Linked DNA regions of Sus scrofa: region 1 is linked to region 2. Evidence: chromatin contacts called from public HiChIP or PLAC-seq data. All regions are on one chromosome and are shown on one strand. The core of a region is the stretch at or near the end of the contact, and the rest is flanking DNA. Distances in the headings are between cores, read along the strand shown.

Region 1 (6,403 bases), core at 3,763-6,262, 79 kb after region 2:
GTTGCCGTGAGCTGTGGTGTCGGTCACAGATGAGGCTCAGATACGGTGTTGCTGTGGCTGTGGTGTAAGCTGGCAGCTAGAGCTTCAATTCAACCCCTAGCCTGGGAACTTCCATACGCTGCAGGTATGGCCCTAAAAAGTAAAAAAAAAAAAAAAAAAAAAAGTGGTCGACTGACTGATTGATTCATTAAACAAATAAAAAAGTTCTGTCCAATGCTCCAGGTTCACAGTGGTTCCTGTTGGGGGTAGCAAAAGGCAGAGCAGTACAGAGGCATGGAGGAGATGGAGCTGAGGCTTGCAGGCTGCGTAGAGCTCATCCATATGGAGGAGGGGAAGGCAAGTCTGGAGAGGGCACAGAGCAGGCGCAGTTGGTGAGGGGCGTGGTGGAGGGCTCTGTAGGTTGGTGTCCCTGAAGTCAAGTCTGCGGTGTGCTGGAGGCTCAGGAGCTCTAGTCAGAGGGGTGGGCTGGGCCCCTTCCTGAGACTTGCTCTCTGAAATCTTTGAGGTTTCCCTCAAGCTTGTCAGGATCCATGGCCCAGGCAGCTCCTATGCTGGCTGTCCTTTCAATCCATCCAGCCTTGAAACTGACCTCCTTTTTATTGATGGTGGATCAGTACCATCAGAGGTGCTGCTGCCTGATGCCATGGAGATGCCAATTGAAGGCCACCAGCAAGGTCTTGCATTCCATATGGGAGTGGTTGTCAGGGGTCCCTGATTTGTTGCCTGCCTCTTTCTGATCTGATTCTTCTATTTTCCCTTACCCCAGATCTTCAGGGTCTGACCCTGAGGCCTGAGACTGTCTTGTTATTCTGGGCTTCGTGGAGATGTTGGCTTTTCTCCCTCAGTTATAAACTGGGAGAACCTCTGCCCTGCACCACCACTGTCAGACTAATGATTCTTATTTATTTATTTACTTATTTTTTGCCTTTTTGCTATTTCTTTGGACTGCTTCTGCGGCATATGGAGGTTCCCAGGCTAGGGGTCGAATCGGAGCTGTAGCCGCTGGCCCACGCCAGAGCCAGAGCAACACGGGATCCGAGCCGCATCTGCAACCTACACCACAGCTCACGGCAACGCTGGATCCTTAACCCACTGAGCAAGGGCAGGGACCGAACCCGCAACCTCATGGTTCCTAGTCAGATTCGTTAACCACTGCACCTCGACGGGAACTCCGAGTTTGTTTCTTTTCTGTAGATAGGCTCATTTAGTGCCGTATATTAGATTCCAGATATAAATGATATTATATGGTGTTTGTCTTTCTCCTTCTGACTTACTTCACTTAGTATGAGAGTCTCTAGTTGTATCCCTGTTGCTGCGAATGGCATTATTTTGTTCTATTTTATGGCTGAGTAGTATTCCATTGTGTATATATACCACATCTTCTTAATCCATTCTTCTGTAGATGGATATTTGGGTTGTTTCCATGTCTTGGCTATTGTGAATAATGCTGAAGCAAGAGTATTGGAGATAAAGCATGGTTTTGCTCACAAGGGGCACTGTGCTTCCATGGTCTGAGGGTGGGGAGTCTTGCCTGCACCTGTGTCCTGGGAGGATTTGCATAATAAGAGCAGCTCCCAATTAGGAGTATTTTCAACCCTAATTAGAGCTGCTTCACAGAAAGAGGTGCAGAGTGGGTCAAAAGGAAGGCCTGGCTGGCAAAGCTCAGGCCTCATCCATTTTACTTCCCCCTACTGTCTTCCTCCCCAGGCAGCCCAAGGTATCTCTGTCACCATCAGGGCCCTCTGATAAGCAACACCTTCTCTCTCTACCCAAGTCCTAGAAGAATCAGAGCAGCTTCTTCCAGTCTTAGGAAACATGGAGCCCTCAGACCCTGCTATGTCTCCTTATTATTTACTCAAGATCTTACTCTCCTTTTTTTTTAAATAGCCACACCAGAGGCATATGGAAGTTCCCCAGGCCAGGGATTGAATCCAAGCTGCAGCTGTGACCTACTCTGCAGTTATAGCAATGCTGGATCCTTTAACCCACTGTATTGGGCTGGGGATTGAACCTGAGTCTCCACAGCCACTCAACCCACTGCAGTCAGGTTCTTAACCCACTGTGCTACCGAAGGAGCTCCCTCACCCCCATTTTAGCACAGACACCTTTGTCCCACAGTCAGAATCATTTTATTTCCATTAACGAGCCTGTGCACATCTGTGGAGCACCATTAGAGGAATATCCATCAATCAGGCCTGGTGAATACCAACCAGGCATATTCTAAAGGCCGTTCCTTAATCCTGGCTGCTCAGCTAGACATGGTGAATTACACTTTCATCTGGGGCATGTGATGATTACAACTTATCCCAAGTTGCATAGGTTTCTCACTCAAATACAAATGTTTGTCTTGATTAAGTAGCTGATAGTCCTCTCAGGAGGGAATTCCCATAGGACCCTGGTTATAGCCAGGGCTGTACACCATCCTGAGGTCATAGATTCATGAACTTTTGGAGAGGTCAGGTTTCTGAGGTGGGAGAAGGAAAGGTGGGGTGATTGGGAGCCAGATCTTCCCACTGCAGAAGATAATGCATAGTTTTCAGTATTAGGATGTTGGTACTCCCCAAACCAGAGATACTGTGGCATTTGTTCAGTTTCAATTATATCAAGCCAGTCTTCAAACAGAAGCATTTTCCGTTTTGTAAATAAAATCATTAATCTCACAAGAGACTATCTAGCTTCCTGGGATGAAAACAGAGAAATTACAGGGCATTGGATTGACCTAGGTAACAGCTAGATCTCATTATTGTGCATTCATTACCAAACATAAGAGGTCTGTTTATTATTAACAATGCCTCTAAGCCAGCACTGCGCTTGGAGCTTTACTCCCATGATCTTAGGTCCTCTCCCCACACAACTGAGTTTCATCATCCCTACCTGACAGCTCAGGAAGCAAAGGCTCCCAGAGGGTAAGAGCTTTCCTCAGGCTTTCGCAGTTAATATACACTGAATTCAGAAGTTAATCCCAAAGTCTAAGCCCAAAATTGTGCTTTTCTAAATTTTGTTGCATAGAATAACATAGAGTGTAGGATTCAAAGAAATCAGAATCGCTCGAACCTCTTACACCTCTGGTAGATGAGTAAATCCTGGCTTAGCTGGCAAATCTTCCTGCTGTCGTGGAGTCTCACTAACTGCACTCCAACCCATTCTGGTGGAATGTTTCCCCTTGTTCACAACCCATGAGAAAAAGGAGCCTTCTCAGACTAAAGACGGTGAGGAGGAGACTCCTTCCATTCGGCTGGGAAGTCAGACTGCACAGTTTATTGAAGGAGATCATTAACACCCAGAAGAACTTTCTCTAATGGTAGTTTCCTGCATCATTCAGAAAATAAGGTTTTGGGAGTTCCCATTGTGGCTCAGAGGTAATGAACCTGCCTAGTATCCACAAGGATGCGGGTTCAATCCCTGGACTCGCTCAGTGTGTTAAGGATCTGGCGTTACTGTGAGCTGTAGTGTAGGTCACAGACACAGCTCAGATCTGGCAGCCGTGGCTGTGGCGTGGACTGGCAACTTCAGCTCTGATTTGACCACCAGCCTGGGAACATCCATATGCTGCAGGAGGGGGACTAAATAGACAAAAAGAAAAAAAAAAAAAAAAGAAGGAAGGAAAGAAGAAAATAAGGTTTCATAAACCCTCCAAAACTTAGTTTTTTCTAACCTTTGATCTTTCAAATGACTGCAAAATAAATCATTTAATTTTTGGGAGAAAACTGAAAAAAAAAAAAAAAAACTCCACAGAAACACAACAAAACCAGTTTTAGCTCTAAATCCCTTAGCCATTTTGGAAAGTTTGTTTGGAAATGAGGAAGGGCTCAATTCAACTTGTAATCATGGCATTTTTCTTTTTCTACCTTTCCCATCTTCCTGAAATGATGTGAGAGGCAGCCAAAACAGTTAAGCTCCCAAATACCGATCAGATCAGAAATTCTACATCTCAACAGACTTCATGTCTAAAATAGAACAAGGATCTGAATTGTCTATGTCCTTTTATTTTTCTCTTGAGGCAAAGCCAAAGGGGAAATAACCTGAAATCACGTTTCTCCTCTGTATTTTAAGTTTTTTTTTTTTAACTTTAAAGATAAGCAGCAAAGAATAATCCATAATAGAAATTAAGCCCTATACCATGAATTCCCTAAGTATCAAGTTAGTCCAAGACTTTATTATATGCTACCTAACTCATAATGAACTCATATTACTTGTCACTTAGACTTTTCCTCATTTTCCTCAAAATTTCTTAGAGACATCTGCAGAAATCTACGTGTGTCCCAATTTTGGGTGCCCTACCTCCTATCTTCCTTCTTGCCACACAGCACAATTTGTAAGCTATTAAATTAATCCTAAATTGGCCAGCTGTACTTAGCCTGTAAGTCAGGATGGTACTAAGGAAGTTTCCATCAGAGGAGACCTGCCCATCACCTTGGACTTGCCAGCTAGCTAGGTGACAGTGGGTAGGGACATCATCCCAGGGCCTCAGTTTCCTCCTCTGTGGAGTGTAAGGAGAGGTCTAGAATTTGGCCAATTTTCCAGCACGCTGGTTTGGAAACAGGCAATTTTCTTTCCAAGCAGGGATGTTCTACGATTTTAGAACATCGGCCGAACATAAAACAATAGGAAGGCCTGTGCTTTCTAACTAAACTCTTTTCTTGGAAGAAAATCATTTCTCTAAATAAGCACCTTGCCAGTAAACACTTTGGGCCCTTTCGGCTTGATGCTCTGTGATACTCAGGGACTCCCAATTTGCTTGTGGTTAAGAGGACCAGGACATTTGTTCCCTCCCACTGTACATTTACAACATGCACCTCTGGACCCTAGCTTTCAGCCATGTCTCCTTCTCCCTGATCCAATCAGGGTGGGCCGGTGGTGTTTGAGGAGAAAACCAACATCCATTATATGCATCTCACAGGGCGTTTTCTCAACGGCCAAGGCAGAGAGGGAGCGCTCAGAATGGGGCAGGGCTGTGAGTTCCTCAGAGTCAGGAAGACTCCTTGGAGGAGGCAGGCTGTGAATTAACTGGTTCCTGAAGATTGAGTGAGATATCTATAGGGAAGTGGTTACTCAAACCATGGTTCCTGGGCCAGCAGCACCAGCAATGCCTGGAAACTTGTTAAAAGTGCTGTGCTAGAGTTCCCTTTGTGGCTCAGTGAATAATGAAGCCAGCCAGTATCCATGAGGATGCAGGTTCAATCCCTGGCATTTCTCAGTGGTTAGGATCTGTTGTTGCCATGAGATGCAATGTAGGTCGAGGACAAGGCTCAGATCTTGCATTATTGTGGGTGTGTTGTAGACCAGCAGCTGCAGCTCTGATTCAACCCTTAGCCTGGGGACTTCCACATGCCATGGGCACAGCCTTAAAAGAAACCAAAACAAAAAAACTGCAGTGTCTCGGAGCCCCAACCTAGATGCAGTGAATCAGCAACTCTGGTGGAGGGTGGGGGGAGTGGCTTAGCAAGCTATTTTCTAACAAACCCTGTGCAGGTGATTCTGGGGCTCACTCTAGTTTGACTACTCATTGTGGAGTCAGGGGTGGCCCAAGGCCACTGAGAGGCTTTGGAACCAGGCAGACAATCCAAGTGAAATTCCAGGAAGGAGGGAGATGGCATAGCTGGAGGAACACTGGCAGCCGAGGTGCCCAGTAGGAGGACAACCCTGGGTCCCAACCCCAACCACACCATTCTCTCCCTGTGTTACCTGGGACAAATCACCTGGAGTCTCTGAGTGTGGACTTTCTCCTCTGTAAAGAAGGAAATGACAGGACCTTGAAGGGTAGCTTACAGTGCCTGCATAGTGCAGGCTGCAGCAGATGCCAAGTCCCCAGAGGTGAGGGGCTGGAGGGAGGGTGTGAGAAATAAAGTGGGGGAGGGTCAGGCCAAGGGGACCATGGACCTGGTGAACAGGGACTTCTCTAGGGCTCCTGTCTGTATAGGGCATTTGTCGTTCAGTGCTTTAGAGAGGAGCACTTCTTTGGCAGGGGTGGAGGAGGGAGGCAATATGGGGAGACCACTGTGCCAGGTATCCCTGCACCTTGCTTCTAGGGACAGGGCACTTAGAGATTTGTGCAATATGGCACCCTTTAGGATACGAAGGAGAGGGCCAGGGGTCTAGATATGGACCATTTTTCTATTTAACAACCAAAGACGTGTTTTTGAATGTGGCTGAGGAGCTTAGGACTCTGGAGTTGCTGTCATGGCTCAGTGGTTAGCAAACCCGACTAGCATCCATGAGCACGCGGGTTCTATCCCTGGCCTCTCTCAGTGGCTTGAGGATCCAGCATTGCTGTGAGCTGTGGTGTAGGTTGCAGATGTGGCTTGGATCCCGCGTTGCTATGGCTCTAGCATAGGCCAGTGGCTACAGTTCCGATTGGACCCCTACCTTGGGAGCCTCTATATGCCACGGGTGTGGCCCTAAA
Region 2 (6,087 bases), core at 274-2,773:
CCAGGTGTCCTGTCAGAGGGGTCCCAGCCAGGGCTTCTCTCATGAGAGGCTACAGGGTAGCTGCCCACCTGTTCTGTCATCAAATTTGCCAAGGCATGTGTTCTACAGTGTGGCCACCAGATGGCGATCTTGGAATGCTCTCACATCTGGTCGACTGGTTTTCCCAGAGGGGTGCCTTTTTTCCACTTCTCTAAGCACCTGGTAGCCTTCAGGAAGGGGGAATTTGAGAGGAAAGAGGCATGAACTATAGAAAAGATCCAGTATCCACTTCTTGCTTATCAAGTTTGTGACACTTCCAGCACTGATCCTCTTTCTCAAGCAAACTGAGATCCATATCCTTCAATCTCCCTGTTAGCAGTGTTTATTCTGAAGGGTTATTGTGCTCCAAAAATGCATCCTGAAAGACAAAGAACATGTGATAGGAAATAGGGAGGTGGGCAGACTGAGGAGCTAGTGATGGGGCTGCCTCAACGCATGCCTGACGCCCTACACACATTATCTCCTTTACCATCCCGACACCTCCACCTAGGGGCCTTTAGAGAAGGCCAGAGTCACACAGTAGACCTAAGTCCAGTCATCTCCACCACCCTCCACCACCCTGAGGGGTCTCTTGTTCATCATCAATGTGGGAGAGTTACTCATCTGTAATTCAGGGAGTAGACTGACTTCTGGCTATGTTTGGGGACCATGTAATTTATTGCCCAAAGCAGGACACTCTGGAGAGTGATAAGGGGCACCAAATGGATAGTAGCTGGGACCAGAGATACAAACCCCACATTAGGTCACTGTACTTTTCCTTTCTAAGCTTCAGAGACACAAGCAGGACTTTTTTTTTTTTTTTTTAAGCTTTTGTGACTTTTGTGCCATCATTCAGTGCAGCCCCAATGGGAGAGTTGAGGGAAGTGTGTGAGAAAACTGGAAAGTTCAGATGCTGGGGGAGTGTGTGCCTTCTCGATGAGTGCCGGCAGGTAGAGATTCTGTGCACCCAGAAGAGACTGGGAACTACAGGAAAGGAGTGCTTGATAATTATTACCTCAGCAGTCCTGTGTGTACTGTTATTTTGATACTTGTGTGTGTGTATAACAACCACCTCTATGATCATAATCGTGAAATTGTAGCTTGTCAGGTTGTTGCCTTGCGTCTCCCAATCCATCCTTCTTTGCCTGACTCTGACGCTGGAACTGCATCTTGCAAACTTTTTTCCAGCTGGCGCCATGCTGAGCTTCGCCAGTAGAGGGTGCTAGAGACACACCGCAGGAGCAAGGGGCGGTCCATCCTGGTCGCTGGTGCTGTGCTTTCTTCAGGCTCCAGCGTGGTGGGAGGGATGCCCATCCAGTCTCCTCCACCGGTGTGTATGGCTTTCTGATGAGTTCTGCAGGAACTCATCTGGTTTCCAGTGAGTTCAAGAGCACCCCATGGGAGTGGCTTCCTGGAAGCTGGCATGTCCCCCCAGTACCTCAACCGGTTTTCCAGAAAGTTCAACCACTTTCCTTTCAGCCAGCTTCCTGGAAAGCTTTATTGTCACTCCAGGGGACAGTTTCCTCCTTCAGTGTCTCCAGCTGTGTCACGTCAGCCAAGCCCCACCCTTTCCCACAAGATCTGAGTCAGCCTTGTGTGTTGTGAGAGGGCTCTCAAATTAGTTTTTCAGGTTCTCTGCCTCCACCCAGGGCAGTGCCTGCTCCTTGTCCATATCTACCATTCCCAATTCTTTAGTTCTCCTCACCCTTAGTAGCCAATGACTTGGTACTCCTGTTAATAGTTTTTTGTTTGTTTGTTTAAGGCTACACCAGTGGCATATGGAAGTTTCCAGGCTATGGGTCAGATCAGGGCAGCAACTGAGATCTGAGTTGAGTCTGGGACATACACCTACACCTACACCACTGCTCATGGCAATGCCAGATCCTGACCCACTGGGCGAAGCCAGGGATTGAACCCACATACTCATGGATCCTAGTTGGGTTCCTTAACCACTGAGCCATGAAGGGAACTGCTCCCTGTTAATAGTTCTTTACTTAACTTCCTCTATTTAGTATCTTGTGTAGTTTGGGTCTCTTATCTTGGCCAGTGAAGATTTTTTTTGTCTTTCAATATATGTCTGCTCTTGATATTCTTTGTGTGTTTGTCCTGATTATCAATGGACTTGTTTGTAGAAATACATCAAGAAATAAATTATTTCACTCCACCAAGGGTAGGAGACATGAATGACTGTGCTAAATAGTTTCAGATAAGTGACCCTGAAAGTACATAGAACTGAATATGGTATAGAGTCTCCAGAAAGAAATTCTCCTTATGCTTTCAAGTCCCCTGGATTTAAAACACCATGCTGATTATGCTACTCTGTAGTAAGAGATAGACAAGTCACCTCCTCTTCCTAGGTCTCAGGATATCCTTTTGTAAAATGAGAGGGTAAGACAAGATGTTCTCTAACATAGCTTCCAGGTATGAGATTCTTACGTTCCATGCTGAGTGTATGTCCCAGAATTTTTTATGCTTCTTACATCAATGCTAAATCCAGCGTTCAAGGCTAGGTGTTTCTTTGCCTAGTGAAAGCATTATTTCCAACAAAGGTATGATGACTTTGTTGCAACTTTGCCTTGTTTCACCTTGTTGCAACAAATAATCAATCAACAAGCTTTCTGTGTTAGTCATTTACGCATTAGTGAGAGTGAGTGCAGAAAGATCTCTGATTCAATACTCACCTTTGCAGAGATGATAAAGGCCCAGGCTATGATCATTGTCTTGCTCAGGTCTACAGGATTGGTTGTGACAAAGCCAGGACCAGAACCCATGTTTGGTCCCAGTTCAGTTTCTTGCATCATATTGCTCCTGTGACATATTTTATTTTATTTTATTTTGCTTTTTTTTAGGGCCAAACCTGAGGCATATGGAGGTTCCCAGGCTAGGGGTCAAATCGTAGCTACTGCTGCCAGCCTATGCCACAGCCACAGTGACACCAGATCCGAGCTGAGTCTGTGACCTCCACTACAGCTCACAGCAATGCTGGATCCTTAACCCACTGAGCGAGGCCAGGGGTCAAACCTGCAACCTCATGGTTCCTAGTCACATTCACTTCTGCTGCACCATGATGGGAACTCCTCCTATACTATCTTTTAACTTCCCTACCATTTCATTTCTTGAAATTATGCTCGAATGGCAGTAGGAAAAGTAGCTACTGTATTCCTAGGATTGGGAGTAGGGGGTGGTGATCATTTGTAGAAGAAAAATACAGGAGGATCCTGAAAAGGAGGGCAAGGGAATTCCAATGATAAACTTTACTTCTTGCTGTTGGTAAGTACAAAATGCATTTCCTTAAACCAACATTTTTAAGCATGCTTTCACTGAGGTCAAATCTCTCACCAGCTTTATGGAGAAATCAGGCTCTTCATTGATTTGTGTGATTGAATCTAGTAGTTCTCAGCTGGGGGCAACATGGTTTCCTAAGGGACATATAACAATGTCTGATACATTTTTGATTGTCATAACTAGGGAGGGGACACTACTGGCATTTAGTGGGCAGAGGCCCAGGATCCTGCTAAACATCCTTAAAGGCACAGGACAACCCCCTATAACAAAGAATTGTCTGAATCAAAATGTCAGTTCCAAGGCTGAGAAATCCTGATCTACTCAAACATGTTTCTTAAAATCATAGTAATAGAACTGATGGTAGCCATTCTAATGTGTGTGAGGTGGTATCTTGTTGTGGTTTTCATTTACATTTTCCTAAGGGTTGGTTATGGCAAACATCTTTTCACGTGCTCATCAGTTATTTGTATATCTTCTTTGGAGAAGTGTCTATATATAAGTTCTTCTCCCATTTTTAAATCAGTTTATTTTTGTTACTCTTCTTTATGTGTTCTGGATAGTAACCCCTTTCCAGATATATCATTTGCAGACATTTTCTCCCATTTCATAGGTTGCCTTTTCACTCTACTGATTGTGTCCCTTGATGCACAGAAGTTTTTAATTTTGATGTAGTCCAATTTATTTTTACTTTTGTTGCCTGTGTTTTTGGTGTCATGAAGATTTCTTTTATTTTTTTCCTCAGAGTTTGTAGTTTTAGCTCTAATTTAGGTCTTTGATCTGTTTGGAGTTAATTCTTATATATGGTATAAGATGTGGGTTGCTTCTTTCTTCTGCATGTGGATATCCAGTTTTCCCAGCACCAGTTGTTAAAAGGACTCTCCCTTCCCCATTGAATGGTCATGGTACCTGTCGAAAATCATTTGACCATGTATCTTAGGGTTTATTTCTGGACTTTCTCATCTATTCCACTGTCTATATGGTGGTACAACACTATTTTGATTATTATAGCTTTGTAGTGAGTTTTGAAATTAGGAAGTATGAGACCTCTAACTTTGTTCTTCTTTTTTAAGATTGTTTTAGCTATTTGAGGTCTCTTGAGACTCCAGATGCATTTTGGGATGGATTTTTCTATTTCTACAAAAAAAAAAAAAAAAGCCATTAGGATTTTTTTAAGGATTGCATTGATTCTGTAAATTGCTTTGGGTAGTAGCATCTTAACAATATTAAGTCTTCCAATCCATGAACACAGAATGTCTTTCCCTTTATTTGTGCCTTCAGTTTCTTTGATTAATATTTTATAGTTTCATGTATAGATCTTTCATCTCCTTGGTTAAGTTTATTCCTAGGTGGATATTATTGTAAATGAAATTAGTTTTTAAAATTTCCTTTTCTGATTGTCCATTGTTAGTTTATAGAAATGCAACTGATTTTTGCATGTTGGTTTTACTTTTCTCCTTTTTCTAGCTTTTAGGTGTAGTTAGTTTGTTCTTCATCTTCTAGTTCTTCAAAGTATAAAGTTAGGTGGTTGACTTGAATTATTTCTTATTTTTTAATGTAAATTCCATTACTGTAAATTTTCCTCTTAGCACGACTTTGGCTGCATCCCATAAGTTTTGTTTTATTTTTATTTGTCTTAAGCTATTTTCCAGTTTCCCACGTGAGTTTTTTCTTTGATATCTTGGTTGTTTAAGATGGGTCTCTTAAAGAAGAAAAGATAATCTGGGAAAATCTGATCCCCTCTCTGAGAAATATGGACTAAGAAGTGTCCAGGAAATGAGTCCATTACCAGCAGGAGCTAAGGCTGAAGGACTGTGATGTAAAAAGAATCCAAGATCTACCACAGACAATCTGAATTATAATAGAGCAAGCACATGAGACACAGAGAAGCTAGAGGGAAGAACATGTGGCCTAGAAGAGAAACCATGGGAATCACCGGTTCCTAAAGCATCCACGGTTGCTGTTATTACTCCATTAAATTTCTATTTTCAGTTTGTATGTAATTTAACAATAATCTCCCTCTTCTGTAAGGTAAATTGAATGAGTCTCTGGTAGTTGTGACACAAAGATTTCAGTGTATACTATGATCTCAATTAAAATGCATATTTTAAAAAATTTGCTTGGGTAAATGACCAGAATAGAAAACACCAGGCAGTTAACGCTATACTATGGTGGTAGTATAACTGGAGATACTCATTTTCTTTCAGGATACTATTTTGTAGTTTCCAAATTTTCCAAGTATCTCTGTATTACTCTCATAATATGTTAACAAAAATGTAAACCTATCTATATATGGACCTCTATGTCCTTGCTCTAGGACGCAAATTATCAGTTTCCCTGTCCTCAAGGGTTTAGTAATAAAAAACCAGCCACATAGCTATGTTCAAAGTGACTTAGGATGGATTTTGGTAAGCCAGTTGTAGCAGTGTGGTTTTAAAATTTCTGCAAGTCCCAGATTAAGGCATTTACAACTAGGATAGCAAAATTAAAAGCTCATGTACAAATCTACAACAAAAGTGAGAGAAAATATATGCTCATAAACCCCAAATTATGAGTGGATGGAGACACGTCACTGACAGCTGCAAGACCTGCATGATATCAGCATCTATTCAAATGATGACAAAGAGGCCTCTGACAACTCTGAGAACAGAATTCCATAATCACCATAGGTACCCACTGGGAAACACAGTGGACCCATCTTAGCATAGCAGTTTCAGCTGGAAGGGGTCTGCAGAATCCAAGGTATGGGTGAGAGCAGAGACCTTAGGAAATCTGGAAGTATTGAGT

What was found. HiChIP or PLAC-seq counts read pairs in DNA pulled down with a chosen protein or histone mark.
Region 1: a contact with region 2 is called in an H3K27ac HiChIP or PLAC-seq map of alveolar macrophages. The contact joins two enhancer-like sites. A contact is called at or near these places in 1 of 5 promoter capture datasets (liver), 9 of 47 Hi-C or Micro-C datasets (embryonic fibroblasts, epiblast stem cells, fetal liver and 3 more) and 1 of 2 datasets of contacts at active chromatin or transcription factors (alveolar macrophages).

Annotation. Positions count from the first base shown.
Region 1 is chr15:24,528,394-24,534,796 of Sscrofa11.1, forward strand. All of the region lies in intron 8 of MARCO (macrophage receptor with collagenous structure), which reads left to right. Among named protein-coding and RNA genes, the nearest start is that of MARCO, 29 kb to the left of the region's middle. Within about 2 kb of position 5,013, at least 1 of the 83 cell types and tissues checked has an H3K27ac peak or open chromatin away from gene starts, as enhancers often do. A contact at or near this core is called in alveolar macrophages, where this site is marked.
Region 2 is chr15:24,453,103-24,459,189 of Sscrofa11.1, forward strand. No RefSeq gene overlaps it. Among named protein-coding and RNA genes, the nearest start is that of MARCO, 47 kb to the right of the region's middle. Within about 2 kb of position 1,524, at least 11 of the 83 cell types and tissues checked have an H3K27ac peak or open chromatin away from gene starts, as enhancers often do. A contact at or near this core is called in alveolar macrophages, where this site is marked.